Regions from separate parts of the Mus musculus genome. Here region 1 is linked to region 2. Evidence: chromatin contacts called from public Micro-C data. All regions are on one chromosome and are shown on one strand. The core of a region is the stretch at or near the end of the contact, and the rest is flanking DNA. Distances in the headings are between cores, read along the strand shown.

Evidence for each region. Hi-C and Micro-C count contacts between places; a contact is called where the count stands out from the background.
Region 1: a Micro-C map of embryonic stem cells shows a contact between it and region 2, with 3 times the contacts expected there. The contact joins two enhancer-like sites. A contact is called at or near these places in 11 of 39 promoter capture datasets (the 3T3-L1 cell line, cranial neural crest, embryonic stem cells and 6 more), 1 of 15 datasets of contacts at CTCF or cohesin (stem cell-derived epiblast-like cells), 52 of 484 Hi-C or Micro-C datasets (the Ba/F3 cell line, the HL-1 cell line, the HPC-7 cell line and 20 more), 8 of 115 datasets of contacts at active chromatin or transcription factors (astrocytes, differentiating embryonic stem cells, embryonic basal ganglia and 4 more) and 1 of 9 other capture datasets (embryonic stem cells).

The regions. Positions count from the first base shown.
Region 1 is chr8:107,820,035-107,826,032 of GRCm38.p6, forward strand. The region is part of intron 2 of Gm39242 (a long non-coding RNA gene); the gene reads right to left. Gm42040 (a long non-coding RNA gene) reads left to right here. Exons shown (of 3, transcript XR_879157.1): 2 at 1,208-1,456; 3 at 2,821-3,256. Among named protein-coding and RNA genes, the nearest start is that of Gm39242, 11 kb to the right of the region's middle. Within about 2 kb of position 4,732, at least 43 of the 459 cell types and tissues checked have an H3K27ac peak or open chromatin away from gene starts, as enhancers often do. A contact at or near this core is called in embryonic stem cells, where this site is marked.
Region 2 is chr8:107,608,184-107,614,055 of GRCm38.p6, forward strand. No RefSeq gene overlaps it. Among named protein-coding and RNA genes, the nearest start is that of Psmd7, 23 kb to the left of the region's middle. Within about 2 kb of position 2,873, at least 7 of the 459 cell types and tissues checked have an H3K27ac peak or open chromatin away from gene starts, as enhancers often do. A contact at or near this core is called in embryonic stem cells, where this site is marked.

The sequences.
Region 1 (5,998 bases), core at 3,482-5,981, 210 kb after region 2:
AAAAGAGAGGTGTCCTAAGACTGTCTTCAGAGATCTGTCTGCCACCAGAGTCCTCAGTTTTGAATCTTGTTCAGTGGCGTTTGGCATCCCTGTGTAGTTCGGGGTACAGATATGGGACAAAGGGTTGTACTCCTACTTTGGTCTTAATTGACCTGTAACAGAAGAGTTTTTGTTTTTAAAGGAGAGTGCAGTGGATCTCGACAAAACCTGGAGGTCTATTCCAGCACACAAGTAGTTAAAATATCCACTCATCCGAGTATGAAGGCAGTTGCTTAGGCTGTCAGACCGGTTGACCAGTGTCAGACTACCCTGACAGAGCAGCATACCTTCATTGCATCATAAATAAAACAGACAAATTACCCCCCCCCTCCTTTAGAAAGGAAAAAGAAGGGGAGAGAGGGGAGGGAGAAGGATTAAGGGGGGAGGGGTGATTTGGAGGGTGTGTGTAGGGAGTGAAGAATTAGAGAGAAAGGAAAAAAAAAAAGATCCTTTCAGCCCCCTCCATGAATCTCAGCATGGCAGCCGAGAACAATGAGAAAACCAGGCAATTACCTGGAATCCCGTTCCCTTATCCAGACATAGAAAATATATTCTTGCTCCATCCAGCCTTCTTCCATCCCCCACCCCAGCCGCCGCCTCCTCCCCTCCCCCCTCCCCTCTATCTAATTCCGTTCTTTCCAGGAAGGCCCAGATGTAACAAAAGGGAAGGTTTCTGATGATGAGCACTACAGCAGGGCTTCAGGGCCCATCCTATCACGAAAGAAAATAGGAAACATTTTCCTCCCTTTCTTTCTTTCTTTCTTTCTTTCTTTCTTTCTTTCTTTCTTTCTTTCTTTCTTCCTTCCTTCCTTCCTTCCTTTCTTTCTTTTTAATTTTGTGCCCTTTCAGACTTTGATAACCCCGGATGCTGTCACAGTGAAAAAACCCAAGCAGAAAGGTATCCTACAGCCAAAACTTTCTCCCCGAGAAAGTCAAATGGTAATAGGAAACATCACTTCACACTTAGAAGCTAAGAAGCAGCCACATCCTAGCAGCCTTGGAGATTCTACTCCGTGGGAGCAACTGGGCATTCTGGGGGGAATTCTGGGGTGGGACAGGACTTCCCTGACAAGAGGCTTTCGTGAAGTCTGTGGAGGACTTCGGTTTTGTTTCTTCTGCAATTGGTGTGCCAAGAGGTTGCACTGGTATCCCACGTTTTCTCCTCCAGGATGAAGATATTGCTGGCTCCAGTGATCTGACAGGCTTCGCACCCCAGGAAAGCTCAAAACAGACGGGCAACACAGAAATGTGCGCATCTAGTTACAGGCCAGGCAGGAGGGTTTGATGAACTCCTCTGTTGAAGAATGATGTTGGAGCCAGAGAGTCTATGTATGAATTCTCTGTCACACTCCACTCCTCCAAAGGCTAGAGTGGACCGACTCTAGCATCCTACATCTATTTCCACCCACTGACAAAGGTAGGACTCTCTCAGCTGTGGTGTTAAATGGTGAGGCTCTCTAATGTACCATGCACACTTCTTGTCTTGACTGGTCGTTCATAAAAGGAGGCAGGAGCCTGGGCTTAGGGTGTGGCTGGCAACAATTTACAAAGATTCCTCCCTGCGCTCTTTACCCACAGAGGCACAACCACTATGGAATGTAGCCTACTCAGGCTTTCCCATGGCAACGCTTACCCGAGGTAGTGCTTGAAAGGGACTTAGGTTTCTCCTTGGACAAACAATTAAGCAACCCTCTCAGGTTAGGGGATTGCAGAGACCATGACCCCACCTCAGCCAAAGTATGCTTGCTGGCATTTGCAAGCTTACTTAACCTTTGAAGTAAAGCAGACTTACTGGCAAGGCCGTTGTTTCAGTGGCGTGGTGGGGTTTGGTTTCAAAGTGAATACATGAATCTTTGACATCCGGTATTCCTTAAAGAGTGGCTGACGGCTCAAATTGTATAGTTTTCACAACCCAGCCATTCGTTCCTGAGGGCTGAAACCTCCCCTCGGACTGCTTCAACTCACATTGTGAGAGCTGGGCATTTGGATTCAGAGTCTAGTTCAAATTACAGTTTTGTCTCTCGACTGATGAGTTAGTTTATTTTCTCCGAGCTTCAGCCACCTGCCAGAGGTGACTCAAGGGAGCAAGGTCTTATTTCGGCTCCTGGTTTCCAGAATAGAGTCTGGTGTGTTGGGAAAGGCGTGAAGGAAAGACCCAGTCTGGGGCAGGGCCTCCAGCTGGGTCACCAAGGGTTTAAACCTGGGAGTCTGCTGGGAGCTTTTCACATCCAAACCATCTTACCTGGCTCCATGATAGGAAACGAATCATTGAAATTGAGCTTTAGCCCCTCCAACTCCCCAAAACAAAACAAGTTACACCACAAAAAAACAAAAACAACTAAAAAACGTACCTGGAGTCTGTTTTAAGGAAAGGAAAGCGTTACCTATCATCTGGAGAGATAAGGCACCTGGCAGAGTTGGTTGTAGTCACTGCGGTTGTGTGTGTGTGTGTGTGTGTGTGCTCGCGCGCGTGTGTGCATGTGAGGACGCCCTTGCTTGTTCATGGATGTGGATTTTGAACCCATAGACTCAGTTAACCTCAGACCAAAACTTCTGAAAAGTCAGGACTGAACATATGTAAGCTCTCTCCCAGACATCGCTGTTTTCTGTACTGTGTGGTGTAACGATGATGTTTTACTTAACATATACATTGTGTTAGGCATAAATCAATAAGTGAGAGTTGACCAAAAGTATCTGGGAGATGCACACACACTATGCACAGATAATAAATACAATATTAACACAATGAACTTGAGTTGCTTTGGATTTTGCTATTTTTAGGGATGAGGGGAGGCACACATATGCACATTACTAAGTGTGAACAAAATCATGACATCCCCCAAGCCAAGAGATGGCAGAATGACCTTTGTGGCCAGTGGTGGGTCAGAAAAGCCCCAAGCTTGTCTTGCTGGAAGCCGAAGATGCCCCCGAAGACATCCAGTCTACCAGGACCGTGAACTTCAATGACGGGACAGTAATTATCGTGACTAATTTGAAGATGATCAAAAGCAACCACCCTGTTTTTACACTAGCACTGTTGGTTTCTAAATACACAGTCTGTGAGTCAAAATTGAGCTTCAGTTTTGGCAGACTCTGGCTGCCAGTCTCCCTCAGTCCTTACCTGGCACAGCATCCTCCCTCCCCCTCCCCGCCCTTCCCAGCTGACATACTCTGCCTCCTACCCTAAAGTTTTTAGCCCAGGCCTGGTCTGGGCTTCCCGGTCTCCAGAATCTGACTCTTGTAAAACCATAGCCATTTTGGCTACTGATCCTTTTGGGGTTCTTGGCTTTTTGTTCTCTTGGCCCTTGGATTCTCTCTTCTCTCCCCCTTCCCCTCAGTCTCTCTCTCTCTCTTTCTGTTTCTAGGGCCCAGTTTAGTCTGGACTTTTCCTGACGTTTCTTGTCAGTGCTCTCCCTCATAGCTACAAAAAAAAAAACAAAAACAAAAAACAAAAAACAAAAAACAAAAAAAAAACAAAAAACAAAAAAACAAAAAAACAAAACAAAACCAAAACCCGAAAAAATCTTTCTTCTTAATCCAAACCAAGTGGAGCAATCATGTCTGTCTCCTTTCTTCCTTTCTTTCTTTCTTTCCTTCTTTCTTTCTTTCTTTTCTTTTCTTTCTTTCTTTCTTTCTTTCTTTCTTTCTTTCTTTCTTTCTTTCTTTCTTCTTTCTTTTAAATAAACTTATTCACTTTGGAAAACAAGTGGGGGATAGGGCTAAAGATAACGTAACATGCTCTTTAAATATACATTAACTTTCTTACTACGCTCCTTGGGTGTGGAGACTTGTTATTTTACATGTAGAGGAATTACAAATCATTCTATAGGGACATCAGGGCAGGGAATGCTGTTGCATATTAAGACTGCTGTTTGTGGATCCTTGCGAGGCTTTTCCTTAATGTGATGTAAAGGTTTGTAAGCTGTCATCTCTCTGCTTGTAGGCTGTGTTTTACATAAAATCCTTCAGCTTCATTGACGCCAACCTGGATGTCCTTATCATTGCTATTTACAGTCCTGGGGTAGTAGTGTTAAGCCCGAATGGCATTAATAAAATAATGAACCGCTAGAAATTTGGATGCTCGCAATCACTGGTACCACTCTTTTTTGACACAAATGGCCAGCCTTTCTGGAAATTTGTTTTGCTAAACCTTTTCTTCAAATTCTTCTCTTGCCCTTTGACCTTTAACTTCCTTTCCTTTCTTCCGGTGCCCTCGCTGGCTCCTGATGCACATCTTTTAATCTCCTCCCTCTTTTCTTTGCCTCCTTCCTGACTTCATTCTCCCAGTCCCTCACCTCTTCCTTCCCTTTGCCCTCTCCCTCCCCCTTTTTTCTCCGCTTCCCCTTCTCTTCTTGCCTCTCCGTTCTCTCCCCTCCCTCATCCTTTTTGCCCCTCCTCCCCCCTTTTTCTTCCCTTTCTCCTTCTCTTTTTTTGCTTCCTCCTTTTGGTCCCCCCCCCCTTTCTCTTGCCCCCCTGTTCCCTTTCTCTCTTTGTCATTTCTCTGTGTGAGACGCATTCTTCACAATACTCCATCTTCACTGCTCTGTAGTTAACTCTGGGATGATGGTGTGGAAATTGACCATTGCCTAGCAATCCCGTGTGCGGCTTCTGCCAGCGAACCTGCTCGGCCCAGTCACCCCCTTCCTAAGCTCCACAGCGCGCTCTGCCTTCCTCAGCCAGCGAGCAAGCACTTCCCAGCTCCCACTGTTTGTCGCAGTCCACCTCGACACTCCCGCATCTTCCCGGATGCTTCCTAGGGATCCTTTTGAAATTGTTGCTAGCCTTTTGTTCCAGGCGCGCTCTGAGCTCCTGGGTCAGGCAGCTCGCAGCCTCCCTGGGGCAGTGCTATGATGAATTTTGGCATGGCCAGGCTGTTTAACAACTCCATTGCAGAAGTGCCAGCTTCCTCCAAGACTGAAAGGAGCTGTGATGAGTTTTTCTTTTTTTACCCCCAAAGGCTCCACCAGGTTCCAAAAATACCAAAGATTCCCGCAGATCTCTAAATTATGTGGCAATTTTTTAGAGCCACACCTACCCACTAAAAGTGAATTTTTCTGTTGCAGGAAACACAGCTCCTCTGTGATCTTATTAGTCGAGGGCCGGGATGCTCCTGAGACACATGTTGTTGTAGTCAGTGATTTGTTATTTCAGATTTCAGGTCCTGTCCTTCTTCCCTCGTGAGTGATTATCAATCGCGTGTTTTTGCCTTTTTACAAGTCATAATTGCTATGAAAGATTCTGCCAATTAGTTTAATGTTTGTCTTTTCAGAAACGTTTAGAAGGTGTCCATACTGAGTATACATATTTTAAAAAAATTTTTTTTACTTTAGATTATTTGTGTGGGCGTTTTGCCTGCTTGTCCGTAAGTATACTACATCTGTACCTAGTGTCCTTAGAGACCAGAGAGAGGTTCCCTAGTGCTACAGTTACAGGCAGTGTGAGCTACCAAGTTGGGTGCTGGGAACTGAACCCAGACTCTCTGCAAGAGCAGTAAGTTCTCTTTACCATGGAGTTGTGCCTTTAGCCTCCATGATTCTCTTTTTTTGAGGGTTGAACCAGTTATTTTAGAACCAGTCTGTTTCTGCTTGCATGTGAAAAATTATTTAAATTAGGGTATGTGGCCATCCATTCATATCTGTGGCTTCTGTATTCGTGGGCTTCAACAGCATACAAAAAAATTAGGGAAAGAGTTGTATCTGCTATAGGCAGGTATAGACTGTTCTTGTCATAATTTTTGAAACAGTGCACTGCAGGATCTGTTCACACAGCAATCTACACATGAGTTAAATATACAGGGGGGTGGGCTGAGGGGGAACCTCGGTCTAAGGTAGAGAGCATATGTATGTATTGCCATTTTTGTTTACTTTTCCTCCCTCCCTCCCTCCCTGCTTCCCTCCCTCCCTTTCCCTTTTTTCCTTTTTTCTTTTTTTCCCTTTTTCCCCCTTTCCCCCTTTCCCCC
Region 2 (5,872 bases), core at 1,623-4,122:
GCCCTTTAGGAGTCCAACCCTTTCCCGGGGGGGGGGGGGGGGGAAGGCATCTGGAGCTCCACGGATAAAGGGGCCACTCAGCGAGGAAGTACCCATTCCGTTCCCTTTACTGCCAATTATGCTCTGAAATATGTTTTCAGAATTCCAGCACCCGGTACTCGAGACTGAGCTGGCAGCTGATCAATTCAGCAGGATTTAGAGCTGTCCATCTAGACACTGGACCCAAAGTTTGCTTTGGCTAAATGAGGTAAAGGTACAATTATGTCCAGACACATACTAATAAATCTCTCGTAACAACCTCTCTTCCACGCATCTTTTCTGGTATTTAGCTGAAGATTCAGATTATGCAACCTATAAGTTTGTCATTTCGTTAGCACCGGCAACACCCCAAGCATAGGAAGCCGCTTAAACTTGAATTTGTTTGTATTTTTCCAACGTGTGTGTCTGGAAGGGTTTCTTTCTTTCTTTCTTTTTCCTCCCCGAAGTACAAAAATCTGAAGAAAAAAAAAAAAAAAAAAAGGAGACCTGTGGTTAAAAGCTTGGAAAGACTGTGCACACTGCTTTTTGTACACCTTGAAGACTAGCAAAATCTTTAATATGAGACTTTATTTGTACAAAGCCAAACTTCAAAACCACTCAAAAGCTTTTCTTATTAACTGCTGTCAGTCCTGTGATTTACAGAGGCAATAAAGAACTGGAGGGGGTACATTTATCACACAGTTCCACACCAGAAGCCATTTTGTCCGGCGGTTAAAGGCGAGCGATGAAATGAATTCTTTTGTTCTAAAGCAACACACATATCCCCCGTTCCCTATTCTCCCGGCTGGGCATACCAGGCGACAGTGGTGGCAGGTCACTACCTGATTCCTGCTTCATGATAAACTGTGACCATGAAAATGTTGAGGGAGCACTTAGAATACTTAGCCAGGAATAGCAATTATGAGATTTGCTTGGCAACATAGTTATAACTTTAATTCTTAGTTTAATATGAATAATGTGTGTGTGTGTGTGTGTATGCTTACACACTCATGCACATAAGCATGCATGTGCATGCGTCTGTGTGTGCTGTCTTCCATCTTGGAAGAGCAGGTTGATCCCCTTAAACAATGTGAGTTCTTTTCTTTTGCCCAGCAATTAACCTAGGAATTGGATTTTGAAGCCTGCCTAAGTTTTGATGCTGGAAAGTGTCAGGAGTTTCAGGATCCTGTCTTTTAATTCACTTTGTATTGGATGTTGGCTTTGTGTTTTGTGGTCTGAGAAGACAGGGATGATCCACAAGAGGGGAAATATTTTTCAGCTGCTTTCTGAGCTTTGGTTGCACGTTGGTGTGCTTCTCGAATGAACTGGTCAGGTGCTGAGCTAAGGTGTATGTAAGAGCTGCAATTGTTTTGCTGTTTGAGAGACTTAAACATAGGGCAGTTTTAAATATTCTATAATTGAGCATACCCATCACCTGATAGTATTTGTTAAGCTTCTACTTGTGCCTGGCTGTGAGCTGGGCACAAAGATTACCCGGGAAAATGGCAATAATTTGGACCTAGACCCTGTGGACATTGTGGTAATATGTGTACCAATGTTAAAACCGGAATGTGGGGCTGGTGAGATGGCTCAGTGGTTAAGAGCACCGACTGCTCTTCCAGAGGTCCTGAGTTCAAATCCCAGCAACCACATGGTGGCTCACAACCATCCGTAACAAAAATCTGATGCCCTCTTCTGGAGTGTCTGAAGACAGCTACGGTGTACACACATATAATAAATAAATAAATTAAAAAAAAACCGGAATGTTATTCCTAACTGAGCCAGTGACATGGTTGCTTCATTCTCAGAAAACCAAGAGGGTCAAACAAGGGACCTTTCAGTATTTTGTAATTCCACAACAATTAGCTATGCTTCTTAATTGCAATGTTAATGAAAAATAACATGGGTTGGGGGCGTCAGGCTGGAGAGATGGCTCTGTAGTTATGAGCTCTCGCTGCTCTTGGAGAGGACCGGAGTCCAGTTCCCAGCAGCCACATGGGGTGGTTCACAACCAGCTCCTGGACATTTAGCACCCTCTTCTGGTCTCCGTGGATGCTTACACTCACATGGACATACTCATACACAGGAAAAGACACAGGCATGCATGATTAAAAAGTAAAAATCACTATTTTTAAATGTATTTAAACGTTTATTTTATTTTTATTTTTATTGGAGACAGGGTCTCTCTACATAGCCCTGGCTGTTCTGGAACTCACTATATAGACCAGGCTGGCCTCAAAGAGATCCACCTGCCTCTTAAGATCAAAGGCATGCACCCCTACACCTGTCTTCTTTAAGTTTTATTTTTCTAAAATATTTAAATTGTATTCTTTCCCTTCCCCTAACTCTTTCCAGATTCTCCCTTACCCTTCCAAATGTTATGGTCTCTCAAACAAAAAGCACAGATACATACAGATATACACAATTTAAAAAATTACCTTTTTTTTTAAAAGAGGGAAAATTATTATGCGACTAAGTCCTGAGGTGGAAACCATGAAAGGATCCAGGAAGGAAAATTCCAGGTCAGATACTTTTGTTAGCCCATTTGTACAAAGTTTGAGCGGCGAAGGACTTTGCAATGGAATTCCGTAGGAGTTTCGTGTAACCCCCTCGTCCTCTTCGATGTATAATTTAGTGGTTAAAGCGATTCTTGCTTCTGTCGCTATCGGTCGCTTTCCCGGGAAGGGGAAATAGGTCCTCCTGTCAGTAATTTGGTGAAAGTGCTGAAAAGCCCATTATCTCCGTAGGAGAGAAAGCAAGCCACCCCTGGCGTGTGAGGACGGGGTAGGCTTGGCAGTCTCCTGGCAGGCTTGAGCCGCAGCTGGGGCTCTGGTGTCTGAGCGGACTGCGAGCATCAGCCATTCTTCCTGTGCTCACCTCAGTCTTTCAGATTGGATTGGGCCTTTTCCATCTCTACCTTAGGCTGATTTCCTTCTTTGTTTCCCTCTTTGTTTCTTTCTTTGCTTCTTTGTTTCTTTCTTAAGTGCATGGAGACTAGAGACTATTGTGGGTGTGGTTCCTCAGGGGTGGGTCACTTCTTTTCTTTTTTTCTTTTTTAAGATTAAATGAGTTTATTGGAGCAGACAGGGAGCCAAGACTAGCGTAACCACCGGACAAGCAGGTCAGTGTTCCAAAGGCAGGTAGTCTACAGCCCCGGGATCTGCCTATTTCTGCTTCCACAGTGCTACAATTTCCAACATGTGCTACAACGCCCTCCCTGATTTTAAAAGAAAGTTGTTGCTATAGAAAATGTGGGCTGGAGGACTGGGGCGATGGGTCCGTGGGCAAGGGCATGTGCAGCCAAGCATAGCAACCTGAGAGCAGTCCTTGGTTTTCAAATGGGAGAAGGACAGGACAGACGTTAGATCCCCTGACCTCCATATTAGTTTTGTGTTATCCATGTGTGTATACACTCACCACTGATGAATAAAACAAAAAAAAAAAAAAAAGAAGAAGAAGAAAAAGAAGGGGAAAGAGGAAGAGGAGGAGGAGGAGGATGGGGGAGGGGAAGATAGGGTATGGAGAAGGAAATAAGCCAATTCCCAAACCAAACCAATCATCTGTATAAAGAAATCATGCCTGTTTGTGTATTTGAGAAAAGAACTGCGTTTGCTTAGTGGGAAATTTGGTGTGTGTGTGTTGTATGTACTGTATGAACGTGTTGTGTGTGTATTGTGTGTTTTGTGTGAATATGTGTGTTGTGTTGGAGTGTGTGTTCTGTGGGAGTATATGTGGTGTGTGAATCTATGTGTGTTGTGTGAGTATGTGAGTGTGTAGTATGTGCATGTGTGTCTGGTGTGTGTGTATGAATGTGTATCTGATGTGAATATATGTGTGTGTGTTGTGAGTGTGTGAGTGTATGTGTGTGTATGAGTTTGTGTTGTGTTTCCCTTTGGGGATCAGGTCTCACTTTGTTTCTAGATCCAGAGGCTCTCCTGTCTCAGCCTCCCCGGCCCCCGGAACCCTAGGCTCATGCCACACAGTACCCAGTGCTGATGGTGGAAGGCTGTATCCGATTTCCCATGACGTGTTTCTGTAAGCAGTAGGTTGCTCTGGACCATTTTCAGCATGAGGTTCACAACAGAGTTGTGGATAAGCAGGAGGCACCGGCCCTTGTCCTGTGGCTGGTGGCCAACTGGCACTTGCTTGTTTGTCCCAAAACTCTGAGAATTGGCAAGTTCCAGGTTGTCTGTTATGAACTAAGGCCAAGATCAGAAAAGGAATTATCCATTATTTAAGGCTTTGAGTACTAACCCAAGGAGATGGGGGAATTTGGGAACTCTGAGAGAAGGGGACATGAACATCTTACGATGGGGGACTTAAACACCTACCCTCCTGTGCCAAATCAGCACTGCTGGCCACTTTTGCCTTTTCTCTGTGTTGTCCCTTTCTGCAGAACAGAATATTAAAAACCGCGTTCACTAGCCTCTTGAATTTGTTATCTTATTTCAAACCTTATAGGATTTCCTTAACCAAATGGAGTGAGTGGCTGCTGGGTAGTTGAGGGCTTGTCCAGAAGTCTGCAGTCTGGGCTGATGTGACTGTCTGGCCACCTTTTAAGAAATGCCATCATAACCATTTGCTATGATCTGAACTTCATGCCTCGCTGTTGGAAAGAAAAACTTTATACAGAGACTTGCTTTTTTATGTGACTTTGAAAGGAGTTATTTTATTTCTGACACTTATTGTACTATAAAGTCTCTAGTCTCTGATATTTAAGGTGGAAACTTTTAACTTTCTCTCTTTAAACACACATACACACACACACATACATACACACACACACACACACACACACACACACACACACCAGAACTCTTGGGGCTTTTTAGTACAAGGGCTTCTCAAACAATCCTAACGCTTTGAAAAATGAAATGCTTTATTTTATGAAGCAGTTTTGGGGTCAACTTTCCCCCCCTAAAACGTATGCTTTTATGTCGGGCAGTTTAAAGAGCGACTGCTAACTGGAACCAACCGTCAATGAAGTTGCGTCAAGTTGTCTTTCCTATTAGTCACTTATGAAAGGGCACAAGGACATCTAACAGCGCCCCAAACAAGAATGGTGAAAACAGATGTCGACCCCCCGGCCCACCTCAATAGTTTGCCGTTATTATTATTTTTTTTGTTGTTGTTAAAAAGCTCAGTGATTATTAGTGGATTATGGAATAAACTTTGCTCTCCTGGCTTATCGTAACACCGTTAGTAGCATCCCGTAGTGGAAAATAGGCCTTTGACTAGAATTTCAGCGAACACAGAAAAGGAGTAGCCAGTCTATGCCTGGAAGCACCATAAGGTGGGAACTATGGCATCTGTGATAGTTTGGTGAGCTGGAGGGAACCTCTGAGGCTGTGTTTATTATGTTGTCTTGGTGAGCAGTGAATTGAAAAAACAAGGCTGGTCCTTGGGTAGCTGCGACTCATCCTTACAAAAGTTCCATGCTGACTTAAGGAAAGATCTTTGGGTGGGGCAATGGTGGTGGTGGTGGTGGGGCGGTTTGGGAAACCCTACCAACTTTATCTTTCCAATATATTTATCTAAGAGCCTGTGGGCTCCCAGGACACCGCATAGAATTGTTATTAATGTGTGCGGCTCTGAGGGCAGTATTTGCCGTGTAGAACAATCACCTCAGCCTCTGGAATGTCAGGAAAAGTGGTAGGGAAATGAGAGGCAGACTAATGAGCAACAGCCAAAGGCAATGCGCTGTGTGATGGACACAGTGTATTTATCGTGACTGGGGCAGGGGAATGGACAGAGGAGGCTGCTATTTAGGGTCAGGTCACACATGGAGTTGGGGAAATCATTCAAAAAGTTTTTTTTGTTGTTGTTGTTTGCACATGCACACACTTGGTTATGA